Regions from separate parts of the Zea mays genome. Here region 2 is linked to region 1. A link is a contact called in public Hi-C data. All regions are on one chromosome and are shown on one strand. The core of a region is the stretch at or near the end of the contact, and the rest is flanking DNA. Distances in the headings are between cores, read along the strand shown.

Region 1 (2,580 bases), core at 37-2,536:
ATTTAAGTCATTCTAGATAATTTTAACTCGTTCTAAAGTCTACGTAACATAAATATTAATTCTTTTTTATAAAACATTTAGTTATTATTGTTTTAGCCATCTTTCTGGGTTTGCTCGGACATTTTTTATGTTATTGGTTCAGTCATTCCAACGTACAAACAACATTTAAGTCATTCTATGTAACTTTAAGTCATTCTAAAGACTAGGTAACGTTTAAGTTATTTTAGGCTACATTAAGTTATTTTAGGCGAGATGGCTTGGCTGGACGGGCGGGACGACTTGATCGGCTGGTTGGGCAGGCGTGGTGGGCAGAGCCATGAGGGGGCGCGCGTTGGCCGGGTGGCACACCAGGGTGGTCCAGATGATGAATAGATCTGCCTTGGTGATATATATACTTTTTCTCTGTGGTGACTCGCGAGCTTAACGAGCCAACTCGAGCTCGTAAATAAGCTAAGCCAAGCTAGTTTTGTGGCTTGTTATCTTAACAAGCCGAACTAAGTCAACCCATTAGCTTAATGGGTCAACTCAAACTCGACCGATATCTAGCCCTACACACGGGGTACACACGCTGGGTTGGCTGAGGCCGTTCTGTTTCTCTTAACAGGTTGGATCGGAGGCTTTGTTTGGTTAGACGTACAAGAAGGGGTGAAAGATGACGGTCATATTTTTTATAGTGTTTAGATGAGAGTCGAACGAGAAAAAAAGTAAACACCGAAGCAATTTCTAGTGACAGCTGGTTGGATGATGTCACCTGGTTACAACTACAGGGAACACTCCCCCCCCCCCCCCCCCCCCCCCCCCCCTGCCCGTGTCACGGAGAGTCGGAGGCAGTCAGGCAGATGCAGCCCAATGCACCCGCACGGCCGCACCCCTCACGCGTTCGCGCCCGAGCGGGGCCAGGGGCGCGCCGCGCGCAGCCGGGAAAAGCCAAATCCCGTTTCCCAGAAAGCCACCCGGTGTCATCCTGCTGAGTGCTCCCATAAAATGGCGCCGAGCGCGCGCTTGCTCCCGCACCAACTCCGTTGTCCGCTCCAGGCTCCAGCTCTCCTCCCTCGGCCGCGTTCTGCGGCCTGCCATCGCCCAGCCGCGCGCGCTGCCGCCCAAAAGCTGAAAATAGATAGCACCACGAGGGGGAGACCGACTAGACAACCCGATCCTTAGCTAATTACGCACGGGCTGCCAGATTCGGGGCGCGCGGCGCTCCTACCCACCCATCCCTCTCCCGGTAAACCCCGGGGAGGTTTACCGCGTAGCCGCTGGGCGGCGGCAAGGCGGTGGGGGAGCAATGGCAGGGTGCGCACCCTCCAGGGTGGCGTCGTGCGGGCCGTGGGGCGGCAGAGCGGCGCTAGAGAGTGAGCTGTCGTGGGACGGCAGCCACTACAGCATCTCCAGCGGCATCCTGCCGTCGCTCGGCGCGCGGAGCAACCGCCGCGTCAAGCTCAGGCCCTTCATCGTGTCGCCCTACGACCGCCGATACAGGTTTTTTCTTTTCTTTTCGCGGCGTCCTCCTCGTTATTAGCTCCCGTTCGGTTCTGCTTGCCTGTGTCGTCCTGCCTACCGTCGATCTCTGCGGGCTGGATTGGAAGGTGGCTCCTTGTTGTTGCATTGCTGGCCTGATGCTTTTGCCTCACCGGTGGCTTGCTCTGCCTGCTTTAATTTTGGTGATGGTCGGCGATGAGTTGGTTGTATTGTAATTCTGGTAGTTGTTGAAGATAGCGGCCGAGCTTTCTCTTCGTATGTGATTCACTAACTGTTGAATTCCAAATATGTTTCCATGAATTAGAATGGTCGCTTCTGAATTATTTTTTGTCGCTCAAAGTTATTGATATCTGTGCACTGTCTTCTTTGCTTCCTTTCTTTTTATCGTCAATTCTCTTCGATTGTAAACAGATATAATTGATCTTTATAGATTTTTATTACTGCTTTCTTGGTTTGACCTGGACTGAATAATTATTTTCCCTTTTTACTGCAATAATTGGTATGTTTATGTTTTGCCTTTTTTAGTGGTCGCACTTCTGCTTTGATTTTGTTTACTCGTTCATGATATCGATGGTGACGTATCTGCATTTCTCGATTTACCGTCCTGCGCTTCTTTCTGCAACTATTAGTTGTGCAAAGTGCTCATTTCCGGAATTCTGGTGGAAAACCTTTTCTGAATCGTTTTATAATTTACTGAATTGTTAGTTACGGTGGGTGGTATATGTCTGCGACTGCGTTTTCCAGGGTAGCTTTTGTTTTGCCCGTTTTTCTTACCACTGTCAATTTTTTGGGGTGCTTTTTAGTTTATTACTTTGTTTTTCTAAATCAGTGAGGGCTGCGTTTGTTTTTTTCCCATAATTTCATAATTTACTTGCAACCAAAACTAATTTTTGCATGGATATTATTGCTTCACCCTTGCATGAGCAGGACGATTTTGCTGGTAAAAACTAAAAAAATGATATTTTTAGTTACAACACGAAAAAATGGTTCTGATGGTTATTAATTCTATGCAGATGCTGGGAGACTTTTCTCATAATCCTTGTGGTATACTCTGCATGGGTTTCCCCATTTGAGTTTGGCTTCATTCAGAAACCAACGGGC
Region 2 (2,580 bases), core at 37-2,536, 170 kb before region 1:
CAGTCTCAAACAGCCTCTTTGCAGCAATTGCTGCAGTGTCAGCATCTTTAAATATGCGGCATGACATGAGCAGTGCACCCCAAACAGACTCAGGTGGTTCCATAGGCATGGACTCAATAAGATCAAGGGCTTCCTTTATAAGTCCTACACGACCAAGTAGGTCAACCATCGAAGCATAATGTTCAGCCTGTGGTTCAATGCCATAATCTTTCATGATAGAAAAATATCGCTTCCCCTCATCAACAAGGCCAGCATAGCTACAAGCAGTGAGCAAGCACAGGAAGGTTATGTGATTGGGCTGGAATCCAGCCTTCTGCATCTCCATAAATCGCTCAAATGCTGCAGCAGTATGCCCATGCTGAGCAGATGCAATGAGCACTGCATTCCAAATGCCAAGGTTCTTCTCAGGTGCTTCATTGAACACACGGTAAGCACACTCTACAAGCCCACACTTCGAGTAAACCGAGACAAGTGAGCTGCTCACAAAAGGTGACGCGTCAAGCGCTGTCTTTGTAGCCCTGGCATGCACCTGGGCTCCAAGCTCAAAGAGCGTCGCTGCAGCACATACACGGATGATGGAAGAAACGGTGTAGTCATTCACAGGCACAGCCTCCTCAAGTGCCAAGCGGAAGATTCCCATCGCTGCAGGATGCATCCCCGCGTCAGCATACCCACATATGAGTGCAGACCAAGAAACAACATTCCGTTCTGGCATATCATCGAATAGCCGGCGGGCGTCTGCAAGGTGGCCGCACTTGGCATACATGTCGACAATCGCCGAGCCAACAAACACGTCGCCAGCGAACGGAGTCTTGGCAGCAAGGCCGTGGAGCGCGTGAGGGGAGAACGGAGGGCGCGACAAGGTCTCGGCAGCGGCAACGGCCTTTGCAGCCAAAGGGATGGAGCGGTCGGTGGCAGGGACGCCCGCGGCGAGCATGCGGCGGAACGTGTCGAAGGCAGCGGCGGCGAGGCCGTTCTGAGCGAAGGAGGAGATGAGGGAAGACCATGCAGCGGGAAGGGGCGGCGCGGGGAGGTCAAGGAAGGCACGGAGGGAGAGGTCAGGGAGCGCGCAGCGCGCGTAGAACGTAAGGAGGTGGTGCGCGAGCAGCGCGTGGGAGGAGGCGGTGGCGGGGACGTGTCCAGCCTTGAGGAGATGGCCGTGGAGCTGCTGTCCTTTTGGGAGCGCGCGGGCGGCGGAGAGGGCGACGAGGAGCTCTGCCAGCTCGCGCGCGACTGTGGGTAGTATCAGCGGCGCGGGCATTGTGGACGACAGCCTGTGCAGGGGAAGGGCACGACCGTACGACTCGCGCAGGTTGAAATATTTCGCTCTTTAGCTGGACTTGTCTAGGGAAAGAATCCATTCTCTTCTAAATGACTAAGACCTTGCCCATGTGTATTGAATAAGATTGTAAAAAATAATAAATTTTTTTGATTTGTTTGTGATTAAAACCCGCTCAATTCCACTCAATCTATATAAATTGAGAGCAAAACGAACAAGTTCTAAGGTGGTTTATAAAAACTAGAGGTGAATCTACTAAGGTGGTTCCAAATATACTAGTTTGTATCCCTGTTTATATTCCGTATGGCCTGTTTGAAAACACCCAGTTTTTAAGAAACTGGTTTAAAAAAACTAAGTTGGTTCTAAACAAACTAGTTTATATCCTAGTTTATAGAAACTGGATTTTTCAGTTTTTAAAATCAAGAAGCTAGCCTCCACTAGCTAAAACCACTTTATGAAAAGTTGAGGTGGTTCAAACACCATAAACCAGTTTCTAAAAACTAGAGATAAAAAACTGGATTCTTAAAAACTTAGTTGAAAACCTACATCGCTCGAATCATAAAATAAATTGTCCTTAGTTGAAATATTGTCACACTTAAAAGCTAGAAACTCAAACTCTCTTCATGATTAACTTAAGGAGATTTAGAGAAAAATAAATTATTTTTTTCTATAATCCCTTTCAACCTTAAGAGAATTTTAGTTTACAATCTATCGCTAAAACTCTAAGGGCTCGTTTGGTAGAGTTCTGCTTCATGATTCTCTAGTTCAGAGAGCTGATTCTCTAATAGAGTGATTGAAAGGGAATTAGGCTTACACCTATTTTCCTAATTGATTTTGGTGGTTGAATTGGCCAACACAAATAATTGGACTAACTAGTTTGTTCTAGTCTATAAGTTATATAGGTGCCAAAGGTTCACAAAAAGCCAATAAAAAGACCAAGAAAAGGGTTCAACAAAAAGAGCAAGGGATAACCGAAGGCACCCTGGTCTAGCGCACCGGACTGTCCGGTGTGCCACCAGACAGTGTCTGGTGCACCACCGGACAGTGTCCGACTGTCCGGTGCACCAGGGGACTCCAAGCTAAACTTCGCACCTTCGGAAATTCTCAGAGGCGCTTCGCTATAATTCACCGGACTGTCCGGTGTACCACCGGACAGTGTCCGGTGCCCCAGAGGAGAGCGACTCTGAACTCGCCAGCTTCGGATTTCTGCTCCGCTAAAATTCACCGGACATGTCCGGTGCACACCGGACTGTCCGGTGAGCCAGCGGAGCAACGACTACTTCGCGCCAACGGTCGACTGC

The links. Hi-C and Micro-C count contacts between places; a contact is called where the count stands out from the background.
Region 2: a Hi-C map of ear shows a contact between it and region 1, with 2.9 times the contacts expected there. The contact joins the promoter of LOC112163627 here to the promoter of LOC542452 in region 1. A contact is called at or near these places in 3 of 25 Hi-C or Micro-C datasets (ear, leaf and tassel).

The regions. Positions count from the first base shown.
Region 1 is chr8:150,950,830-150,953,409 of Zm-B73-REFERENCE-NAM-5.0, reverse strand. It overlaps LOC542452 (potassium channel 5), which reads left to right and starts at 1,286. Exons shown (of 11, transcript NM_001112010.1): 1 at 1,286-1,479; 2 at 2,493-2,580. The coding sequence starts at 1,286.
Region 2 is chr8:151,119,324-151,121,903 of Zm-B73-REFERENCE-NAM-5.0, reverse strand. LOC112163627 reads right to left here and starts at 1,286. Exons shown (of 1, transcript NM_001361379.1): 1 at 1-1,286. The coding sequence starts at 1,261.